Linked DNA regions of Mus musculus: all the other regions are linked to region 1. A link is a contact called in public ChIA-PET and HiChIP or PLAC-seq data. All regions are on one chromosome and are shown on one strand. Each heading gives the region's core, a stretch centred on a gene start, on an enhancer-like site or on the middle of the called end of the contact. The rest is flanking DNA. Distances are from core to core; before and after follow the strand shown. Region 1 overlaps Tbc1d1 (TBC1 domain family, member 1). Region 2 has its middle 37 kb from the start of Gm26761. Region 3 overlaps Rell1 (RELT-like 1).

What was found. ChIA-PET counts read pairs in DNA pulled down with a chosen protein or histone mark. HiChIP or PLAC-seq counts read pairs in DNA pulled down with a chosen protein or histone mark.
Region 2: a contact with region 1 is called in an RNA polymerase II ChIA-PET map of memory CD8 T cells, with 80 read pairs. The contact joins two enhancer-like sites. A contact is called at or near these places in 1 of 484 Hi-C or Micro-C datasets (bone marrow-derived macrophages) and 6 of 115 datasets of contacts at active chromatin or transcription factors (CD8 T cells, bone marrow-derived macrophages, fibro-adipogenic progenitors and 3 more).
Region 3: an H3K4me3 HiChIP or PLAC-seq map of bone marrow-derived macrophages shows a contact between it and region 1, with 7 times the contacts expected there. The contact joins two enhancer-like sites. A contact is called at or near these places in 3 of 115 datasets of contacts at active chromatin or transcription factors (bone marrow-derived macrophages, memory CD8 T cells and pancreatic cancer cells) and 1 of 9 other capture datasets (liver).

Annotation. Positions count from the first base shown.
Region 1 is chr5:64,295,667-64,299,383 of GRCm38.p6, forward strand. All of the region lies in intron 14 of Tbc1d1 (TBC1 domain family, member 1), which reads left to right. Among named protein-coding and RNA genes, the nearest start is that of Gm38634, 40 kb to the left of the region's middle. Within about 2 kb of position 1,600, at least 169 of the 459 cell types and tissues checked have an H3K27ac peak or open chromatin away from gene starts, as enhancers often do. A contact at or near this core is called in CD8 T cells, bone marrow-derived macrophages and memory CD8 T cells, where this site is marked.
Region 2 is chr5:64,660,485-64,664,201 of GRCm38.p6, forward strand. No RefSeq gene overlaps it. Among named protein-coding and RNA genes, the nearest start is that of Gm26761, 37 kb to the right of the region's middle. Within about 2 kb of position 1,752, at least 49 of the 459 cell types and tissues checked have an H3K27ac peak or open chromatin away from gene starts, as enhancers often do. A contact at or near this core is called in CD8 T cells, bone marrow-derived macrophages and memory CD8 T cells, where this site is marked.
Region 3 is chr5:63,941,858-63,945,574 of GRCm38.p6, forward strand. All of the region lies in intron 1 of Rell1 (RELT-like 1), which reads right to left. Among named protein-coding and RNA genes, the nearest start is that of Rell1, 25 kb to the right of the region's middle. Within about 2 kb of position 1,619, at least 53 of the 459 cell types and tissues checked have an H3K27ac peak or open chromatin away from gene starts, as enhancers often do. A contact at or near this core is called in bone marrow-derived macrophages and memory CD8 T cells, where this site is marked.

The DNA.
Region 1 (3,717 bases), core at 350-2,849:
GTGAGAACAGGACCTGTTGGTCACCAGGCCTTTTGGTGGTAGATTCTTCTCTCCAATTCTTGCCTCTTTTTGTGGCAGAGTGTCACCAAGCAGGTTGTCTTCCCTGAGCCTCTTCCTGTCTCACTCATTTCCAGTTCAATGACAGGAAGTTGTTCTCAGCTTCTTAGCCATCTCCTGTGCTGTGTAGCTGTGCCTAAGGGCACTCAGGAAACAATGGAGGACTATAAGCCCATCTTCCTCAGTGGCTATTGAATTCTAAGATCAGCAGGTGACTCCAGCCAGCTCACTGTGGGTACAGCTCAGTGTGGGTACTGGGGACCAAAACTGTGTCCTCTGCAAGAACAGTACATGCTCTTAGCACCAAGCCATTTCTACAGACACTGATGGTAAGCAAGGTGGAAAGATTCTTTTTGTACTTGATTAAATCTTGTCATCAATACCCTAAGGCTATAGATTGTAAAAAGTTCTTCTTGATAGCCTGGAATTTTTTTTTCATGTTTAAACAAAACAAGAAAATTCTTATAGTGCCTCACTTTATATATGAGAAGACCGAGACCCATAGCCCCAGTGCTCACAGCAGTCTTCATTTGTCCTTTAATAGCTCCAGTGCTCACAGCAGTCTTCATTTGTCCTTTACTTAGAAGAGTCTGGGATCAGTGTTCTTTGGGGACCATTTACAGAGTAGCCTGTCAGATGCTTGGAGATGGGCTAGCATGGTCTAGCATGGGCTAGCGGGGCTGCCCTGCTTGTCTCCTCTCAGCTCCGTGCCTGGTCCCTATCTCAGCTCCTTGTTGTGTCAGATGTGTTATGGTCACTGTGGAGCTGTGAGGGGGCAGCATTGCACAGCTCCTCAGAGCTCAGGCCTCCCACACAAGGCAGAAGTGGGAGTCTTCAGAAAAGAACGGGGAACTTTCCACACACATCCACACGGAGATGCTGAGCTCTGGACTGCTGTGATGTCAAAGTGATGGGACCTTTGGGAGGCCGCGGGCTTACAGAAGTCTTCCTCATGCCGGGCCTCTTCCTCTCATGCCCTCCTCCCCTTCCCAGCTGTGGTGCTCCAGAGGGGAATCTGTAGGCTCTTTCCACTGCCCCGTTCCAGCCTGCAAGCCTTTGTTTTCAAAGCAAAGCAAAACTCTAGGCCTGGTGTGAGAGGGCACTCCCATAGTCTCTGGAGGCTGAGGCAGGAGGAGCAGAGAGTTCAAGGGCAGATTGTACCACATTGCAAGACTTGTTTAAAAGGAAAAAAACTAAAAAGTAAGATTCCATGCTGGTTACTAAGACCCGCTGTGATAATAATTTGCTTCTGGCCATTTGAGAGAAAGTGGGTGACCTTGGAGGTACTTGGGTGACCTTGGAGGTACTTGTGTGACCTTGGAGGTACTTGGGTGACCTTGGAGGTACTTGGTGACCTTGGAGGTACTTGCGTGACCTTGGAGGTACTCGCAGATCAGAGTAGTGCCCTGGCATTGGTTTGTGTGTAAAACACACACTTACACCTCGAAGCGGCTGAGATGCTCAGCTTTGGTTGTGAGTTTCCTCTTGTAAAAGTGAAACCCTTAAAGCCATTAGCACCCTCCCCTGTCCCCAGCCCACACTAACCTTTGTTCTACTTTCTATTTCTATGAATGTGGCTACTTTACATGGTTCCTGTGAAAGGCAGCCTTTGTCTTCTTGTTTCAAGTTTATTTAAGTAGTTTCCTCTTGCTAGCTCATAGCAGGTTTTCCCTTTCAAGGTCAAATTATACCTGCAGTGTTTTGTGTGCCACGTGTGGTTTTGCTTACTTATATTGACTGGCCTTTTTTAGTACCCATTTCTTAGCAGTTGTGACTAACTGTGAACCTTGGTGCAAATGCCAGAAGTGAGGCGCCTGACCAAATGACCCTTGTATTTTTAATGTGCCACACTCTTTTCACAGCATTGGTGCTTTCCCGGTGCCCTAGGGTTCCACACACACACACACACACACACACACACACACACACATCTTCTCTTGCTATTTTCTGGTTAATTTGCTAGTGGTCAGTCTAGTGAGGTGATTACCCCATTGTGGCTCCTCTGTGACCTGTGTGGCTAACACTGGTTTTGCGATGTCCTCCATAGATATGCAGGTATAGCATAGAGTAATGACAGCGTCTACCTGATAGGAGGGATGTGGACCAGTCAGTGGAAGCTGTAATCACATAGGATGCAGACAGCCTCTTCTCTTTGGGGATTTAGAAAACAAAAGTAGGCACCTCCCCTACAAATGGCAGCCACATTGTTCAGCTTTGTTTTCTGACACAAACTCTTGCAGTGTAGGCCAGACCAGCCTTGACCTCAGAAGTCCTCCTGAGTGCTTGGATTATAGGCTTTACTGCCACACCTATGTTCAGCTCACACTTAACATCACAGAGGCTGTCATTTTTGCAGAAGAGTCATATTGTCAAAAAGACATCTTCTGGTCCCTTAGACTATGTGTGGCCATTTGCTTGGTTGCCTCAGTCTGCCAGCTGCCTCAACAGTTGCGGATACCTAAGGACGATGCTGTCTCTTAAGCTGATATGTCCAGGATGTTTGCCTGGTCAGGAAAGCCTTAGTGCTGTGTTTTCCATGGAGAGAGGCCACAATTTCACATTTAACAAGCTGAACATTATAGGAGTCGGGCAAGGACTGGGTCCACTAGTTTAAACTTCTGTTTCATAGCATCCCTCTATGCTTAAACTTCCTCATCCCCTCTTCCGAGCAAGCACAAAAGTGTTTCCCAACTCACAGGCTTCCTTTCATGGATTCCAGCCTTAGATCACACCCAGATAAGCATTGTGTAATAGGTGGGCGGGACTAGAATTTCAGCGACATATACCCACAAGGCAGGTGGGCGGGGGAGGAGGGCAGCAGAGGTCCTGGCTACAGCTGTGAGCCACTCAGGCCTGCGGTCCAGCAGCGACTTAGATAAAGGTCCCTGTGGAATTCCGGTTGTTCCCTAGCCATGGCTTTTCTGACTCTTCCCTTGCTCACACATTTCTTCCCTGTACTCCTCCTGGGACTTTCTCCCTGAGAGTCTTCTCACACCGCCTGCTTCCTTTCCTACGTTCTCCCGTGCCCCAGCACTTATGAATGTCTGCCCTGCATGGGCTGCCACGTGACTCTGCTCGTTCTTCCGTAGCTTCTGGATATAAAGCTTCATCTCTGCCACGTGACTCTGCTCGTTCTTCCGTAGCTTCTGGATATAAAGCTTCATCTCCGGAGCGGAGTGGAGTCCCCAGTGCACCCCAGCTTGCCCTTCACCATTGCCCTGCTTCAGAGCCTTGCCACAACACGCATATGCTCAGGGGCTTCAGACCCTGCACCCCATCATGGCAAAGACTTAGTCGCCAGAGAGCTGCTTGGAGTGCAGTGCTAGCAAATGCTAACATGCAGCAGGAGTTCAAGGGCAGGCCGGGGGAGAGTATAAGGAAGTATTAGGAGTGTGTGTCCTTGGGAAGTTCCACTGTAGCAAGCTTGCCCATTAAAAGTGTATCTTGTCATTAATAGGTAAAGGTATGGAAGTATGTAGATAAATATCTTACAATTTCCCTGGCCCAGAAAGGGAAATTTGGGCGTTTTTGAGCTGTTATGTTAGTCTGCTTGTCCTTCCCACCAGAGTTCAGACCATCCTTTTGGTCTCTGAGCCCAAGGCACAACTCTCTTCTGTTTTGTTTAGAGGTGTGGGGGGGGGGTGGGGGGGCAGGGGGAAT
Region 2 (3,717 bases), core at 502-3,001, 360 kb after region 1:
ACCATGAGCTAGTAATCAATATATTTATAATTGTTTGCCTCAGTCTTCTCATCTATAAAATGGGGGGGGCATACCACAGGTCTATTTGAAGAGTCTGTAGGTGGATATACATAGGTCACTGGAGTGAATGTTCTGTAAATGTTAACCATCATCATCACTGGTATCTAGGCTTTCCAAATAGTCCAACAAAGCAGTCCCAAATAAAACCCCTGGGAATTCAGATCACAGGAGCCGTTAAATAGGCACAGAGTGCCTTCTAGCCTCCATATGACAGTCTTCCAAGTTGGAAACAATTAATATGTGAAGCAGGAGAATTCTAAGTTCAAGGCCAGCCTAGGACACATAGTGAGACCCTGATTCAAAACAAATAATACCAAAGGAAAAACTTGGTCATCTAATCCTGCCACTTCCCTGGATGTTTCTATCTTCAATTATCATCCTGACCTAGCTGACTTCTACCAATGATTAGTCAGTTATAGGCCAACTCCATGTAGGTATTTGAGGTTTCATTCTCTAGCTTAAACAATGGCTGCTCTTCTGACCAGTAGCACTAATATGGAAAATATACCTGTCATTAATTGTAAAAATGCTTGCTGACATTTACTGCAGTCTTCCCAAGTCCAGTTTGTATCAGGTTTACTTTTTTATTAATAACTGTCAAAGGACATCACTTTTTCGTAGGCATGTTATTATTGTCAACAAATATGTCAGCAGTCATACTCTCTTGGGCCCAAATCAATCAACATCAGACGGCTTAAGGACGTATTCTCCATCTAACTTCGAGTGCTGCATTGTTAACGCAATGCTGAAAGACAACCTCTTTCTGAGGTGCAAAAAAGATGCTTAGACTAGAACTCAACTGGTTAAAAATTACATCATATTGCAATCACATTGGAAGTAATGAGTAGAAAGAAGAGACTTAGATAGGAAAGCCTTTGTTAAAACGTATCCTGTCTCATGTCATCTAACCCTGAGGAAACAATATAAAATTAAATAAACACATATCCTCCACCAGCTAATGAAGTTTTATCCTCTCAGGCTTCAGATAAACAGATCGCTGTTCATAAATTTTGCACCTTAGAATCTTCCAGCTCCAGGGCTGGAGACCCAGCTTAGCTGGTCGAGAGCTTGTCCATTTTGCATGGAATTCTTGGTTGATAGATAGCACCATAAGTTGGATGTGGTGGTCATGTAATCCCAATCACTCCAAAGGTGAAGACAAGAGAAGAGAAGTTCGGGGTCCTCCTCTGCTACATCTAAGGCCAGCTTGTAATAGATGATAGATAGATGTAATAGTCTCGAAAGAAAACAAAACAAAACAAAACAAAACAAAACTCTATTTTACTACCACCGCTTTTTCTATTGTTGGAAATACTTTTAAACCCTGCAAGAGTTAATTGTGTGACATGCTTCTCAGCAGGGAGCCACCCAAGTAAAAATCCAAGGTGATGGCTTCACAAGGAGACACAGGAACCATGCCCAATTGATTTCCTGGCTGGGAGCAAAGCTCTGCTACCTTTTGTCTCCAGGAACTGTCAGCATCACCAGGTTAAAAATGCATGCTCCCAACTCCGCCCCGTGCCTGAAGATCTCACATTTAGTCAGTTTCCCTTTGTTCTCAAGACCATATCTCCTTTCTGTACTTTTTTTTTCTCATTTGACTCAAATCAGGAAGGATTCAGGTCGTACCTACAACTTCCCCCCATCGATTCAGATAACAAGGAGGGTGTGGGAGTGAGAAGAAATTGAAAGTAGGGAGTGGAAAGTTGGAGCTTTCTGGTGGGGTCACCTCACCAGTCCCTTGGGGAGACGATCACAGTTTGAGTTGCTCGTTAGTAATTTTATTTCTAGGAAGCCTCTGTCTGTAAGTATTTCCTCCATAGTCCCCAGATTCCAAGGTCTTTGTTTGCTGGATAACCTTCCCACCCCTGTGCCTTTGCAGTTCTTACATATAAAACTAAATGATTCCAAGACAGTTTCTATAATTACTTTTAAAAAAGAAAAAAAATCAATAGCTCTCAGAAAACATATTGGCTTGATCTTCTAACCAGACTAGAGATGAAAGACAGGGTAGTTTCAGTTCTCTTGCTAAGATCAAGGCTTGAGGTGTCAAAAGCTCTAGCACTGTGGCTCCCTCCGACAGCTTGTAGCTCTGTGGACCACCTCTGCTTTCATGCAAATGTAACCCGGCCTCATTAGGAAGTATTAGTTCCCGTTTCAGCCTCAAGCATCAAAGCCATTTGTCATAATTGCTATAATTAGACCAGGCTGAAACACACCAATCGAACAGGCTGTTGCTTCGTGGGTGTGGTTGCAAGGGTATCCACGACCTGAAATTCCCACTGTGAGGTACTTTCCTCGAGTTAAGGTGTTGTTTTTCTTTAAATATATGAATATATATGAACATATGTCAGAAAGCATCTCATTCCACTGCTCATTTGCTGGCTCCTCTTGATGTATTTTAATTACTGGAGAAAGAAAGATATTTGAAGCTTCTGTGTCCAAGTCAGGTATGGCTAACTATGGTAGCTGATGGTAAGTTGATTCCTGGGATGCATTTGGTAGAAGAAGAGAACTAACTCCCACAAATTGTCCTTTGCCAAATCCAGGTTCCATATCTTCATTCAAGGCCTTGGCTATCTGCTGATTCCCTCCGCAGCCCTTCTTCCTATCATGGGTGTATGTTCTCTGAGATTATATACTGGATTCATTCTTCAAAACTATCAACTCTCCAGTTCCTTTACAAGTCTATAGAAGTCCCATTTCTTCCCCCTCTGCCCATCTTTTACTATTTTTCTAATCATCCAATAAGGAAAGATGGATTCACCCAGTGGTTCTCAATGGGATGATACCCATCTATGGACATACAACAACATCTAGAAACAAAAGACTGGTATTTTAACACACACACAAATACACACATTTGTCACTTATAAATTTATATTTAACTAACATAAAATATTTAACTTCTATTGCTCAATTTATAAACCATGGAAGGTGATTGCTAAAGGTCTAGTTAGGGAACACATGGTGGCAGGGGAGCACACAGAAGCCTGGGGCACAATGAGGCAGCTAAGAGAGAGACTGTATCTAGAGAAAAGCAGGGCTGAGTTAGATCTCTCTTGCACTGAGGAAGCCTTTCCTTTAGAGCTGCAACACTTGCCTCGGGGAAACCTTTTGTCTCAGACCTATATAACTCGGACAGTGACTTGAATCTGATCAAAGTTATATCAGAGCTCCTTCCAAGACACACATGAGACTGGGTGACATCAGAATCCCACTCCCAAACAACCCACTCTGTCAGCCCAACAGGAGATGTGCCATTGGGTGGGCTGTGCTAGATACCATGTAATTGTTAAGCCCTGGCTGTCATTGTTTGCAGAGACATATTTGACTTGAACACAGGGATCCTAAGTCCTAGACTGACTCCTAAAGCATGACACAAAGAGGCATCGTTCAAAAGGTTCAAAAGAGCAACCAGTTAAAAGGTTGGCAATTCACCAAGCTGCCAACAAGGGAGCCTGCATGGGACAGACCTGGGCCCTCTGCAAGTATGTTGTATTGTGTAACTTGGTCTTTTTTTGGGACTCCTAACAATGGGAACAGAAGCTGTCTCTGACTATGTTGCCTGCCTTTGGCACCCTTTCCTCCTATTGGGTTGCCTCTTCTAGACTTAATAGGAGAGGAGGTTCCTAGTCTTACTGCGACTTGATGTGC
Region 3 (3,717 bases), core at 369-2,868, 350 kb before region 1:
CAGCAACCAATGGTGGCTCACAACCATCTGTAATGGGATCTGATACACTCTTCTGGTGTATGTCTGAAGACAGCTACAGTGTACTCATATAAATAATAAATAAATAAGAAGAATAAAAATCTCGCCTGTGATTTGTCAGAACAACACAACTCGTCGGGGGTTGGGATCTAGACCCCAGGCCTTAAGCAACTCACTTCCTACTTCCTGCATCTTTAGGCATTTGCTCTTGGCACCGGGCCACATGCTATAAGGAAGCCCAACCTGTTTATGTAAAGAGACCAGCAGCAGGCATCAACTTGCCAACCTGTAAACAAACTGGCTTGGAAGTAGATCCTAGAACCAGGAGATGCTGGGATGCTGAGTGGAGCAAAGATGAGCTGTCCAGATGAGCGACACTGAACTTTGAGGTAATCTTTTATGTAGCAATAGCCTAGCAAGCAGAAGTTCGAGCCCGTGAAGTCACTAAGAGATTAACTCTACTAACACTTACACAACAGAGAAAAGGAGCATTATCAGAGAAGTTCAGTGGCCATTGAGTATTCCCACCAACGCACAAACTAAAGCAGGAAGGAGATGGGAAACACTACAGAGGACCTCAAAATATAAAATAAAAAGATGGGTGGTGGTTGCAGCAGAGGACACATGCCAGTGAGTCCCAGGACAGCCAGGGCTATGCAGAGAAACCCTGTCTCAAAAAAAAAAAAAAAAAAAAAGAAAAAAAAAAGTGAACTAGAACTGTCATTTGATCCAAAAATCTTACAGGTGTGTTTATATCCAAAAGAGTAAGGACTTCGAGGATCTCTCTATCTGTGCAGCAGTCACAAAAGCCCTAGTAAGGAATTAATTTAAGTGCCGCACGATAGCCATAGGGATAAAGAGACTGCAGTGTGCATATATAACGGGCTACTGCTCGGCTCCAGAAAAGAAGAGAAGTGTCGCTAAATGATGGCATGGATGAGTCTCAAGGATGTCACACTAAGTCAGCCAAACACAGGACAAACATCATATAGCGTCACTTATATGAAATGTCTAAAATGTGCAGTCCCCACTTATCTGCAGGGGATTTACTCTAAAACACCCCCCAATGGATGTCTAAAAACACCAGGAGTACCCAGCCCCGTATCTACTATATGCACATACCTGTGATGATGCAGTGTAACTTTAAAATTGGGAATAATAGCTGCACAGAAGTCCCTAGTGGTAGTGTGTTTGAATGAGAATGTACCCCCGCACCACCACCACCCCCTCCCCGCCCCATACACTCATATATTTGAAAGCTTGGTCACTAGCGACTGGAACTGTTTGAAAGGCTTAGGATTAGAAAGTGTGGCTTTCTTAGAGGAAGTGTGTCACTGTAGGTCACCTGGCCCAGGCTCTGTCTCTGTCTCTCTCTCTCTTTCTGTCTCTCTCTCTCTTTCTGTCTCTCTCTGTGTCTCAGTCTGATGGCTGAGGTAGTTACTAGCAGGTTGGTAGCAAGCAGCATGGACACTCTGGACAAAGGGACGACTCACGTCCCAAGCAGACAGGAGCAGGGTTTCGCAGCGCTCGGCAGTAGGATGCGCAGCTAGATGGGTATGCATGTTTCGTTTCTGTAACTTTCCATTTCATATTTATGGAACACAGCTGATCATGGGTAACTAAAACCACAAAGAGCAAAGCTACAGAGGGACTGCTGTGGTCAGAGCCCTAGAAAGAGAAAGCAGAAGGGCGGGGAGGGGTGGGAGTGGCTGATATATGGAGAATCCAATGCACCGACTATATGAGATAAATAAATCCTGATAACAGGGTGTTGTGCAATTAATTTGGTGAGTGGAAGAACATATTAAGCATTCTTGCAGAGAAAGGAGGAGAGGGATGAAAGACAGGGGAGGGAGGGAGGGAGGGAGGAAGGGAGGGAGGGAGGGAGGGAGGGAGGGAGGGAGGGAGGGAGGGAGGGAACCACATAAAGAAAAGGTTAGGAGGAGATCCAAGAGGACCATGGGCAGATCACACTTCCCTAAACACAAGAGAAACCTTTCAGGGATCAATGTGAAATCTTTTTTTTTTCTTTTTCGTTTTTCGAGACAGAGTTTCTCTGTGTAGCCCTGGCTGTCCTGGAACTCACTTTGTAGACCTGGCTGGCCTTGAACTCAGAAATCCGCCTGCCTCTGCCTTCCAAGTGCTGGGATTAAAGGCGTGCACCACCACACCCAGCTGATGTGAAATCTTTTAACTCCCTCCTGCTGAATTCTACTCCAATTCTTGGTATTTTCTTTTTAAAAACTCCGAGTAAGTCAGGCATGATGACGTACGCCTTGGATCCCAATTGCAGAAGGCAGAAGCGGGTGAATCTCTGAATTCGAGGCCAGCCTGGTCTACAGAGCAAGTTCCAGGACAGCAAGGCCCACACAGGGAAACCCTGTCTGGAGAAACTAAAATATAAAGAACCATAAACATAAATAAAATAAAACCTAAAACTAAAATCAACTGAGGAAAGATGGAATAAAGGAAAACCCAACAAGGCACAGGGAAACTCTGGTGGCTGCAGACAGCAGGTCGCCACCCAGGTAAGGACCGGAGGGCTGAGCAGGCTTGGCTCTTTCCGAAAGACAGTTCTGAGGTGAAGGGAAGAAACTTCCCTCTGGAGTTTTTCTCTCTCTCAACAGAAAAAAAAGACAAAGTATCAGTTCCTCGAATGTGTCACTACAGCACAATGGTTAAAATTGGGTTATTTGTAGAAAAAGAATAGGTTACTTTGACTCGAGGTTCTGGAAGCAACAAGCCCAAGAACTGCTGCTGGCAGACTGTGGTGGGAAGCCGAGGGAAGGAGTGCAGGTGTAGCAAGCACCAGGGGCAGCCCTGCCTCACAGCAATATTAACCAATGCTCGACCATACCTAATGGATCTCCCTGAGCAAGAAGTGGCACAGGTTAGCCTTCCACCCACTCACAAGGGCTCAACTCCAATGCCATGAGGCCCACCTTTCCAAATCAGGAGTGTCAGTGACCTACTCAAACCACAGTAGTATCTCCTAATATATGAAAGGAAAGGGGGGAAAATATGGAGTGTTGCGCTTGAGACAGTTTCCACGTGGAAAACATGATCAAACACTTAAACTACAAGAGCTATTTCTTCCCGAGGCATCCTGAAGTTGGTGAAAGGAGCCAAGGAAACAGGTGTATGACATCCTCTAGTTTTCTACTGCTTAAGAAGCAACAGTATATATTAGGAATGGAGGTGGGGCAGAGGGACTTGAAGAGAGAGAGGGCTCAGCAGGGGAGCCAAGGATTGGGAAAAACTCATAAAGAGTATGAACAAGGGCACTCACCACATGGATATATATACATACATACATACATACATACATACATATATACGTGACTGTGTGTGTGTAGATACATACATACATACATACATACATACATACATACATACATATTGTGTATGTATATCCATGTATTCTGATCCACTAAGGGTATACAGTACAGGCTGCAAGGCCCAAGAAGATGTCAAGCAATTGGGGTGAAAAGGGAAAAGCAAGAAAGGGGACAGTTGATGGTGAGAGGCCTACAGGGGTGCAGAAAGCCTGACCATTTACCACTATTCTTACCTAAAACAACTACCACTTCAATATCGGCAATTCTGTGCCAGCACCATACTAAGCACCGAATGCCACTGCACAGTAAGTCCAGTTTATTAACATCACACAGAAGGTTACGATCCTCAACTTATAGATTG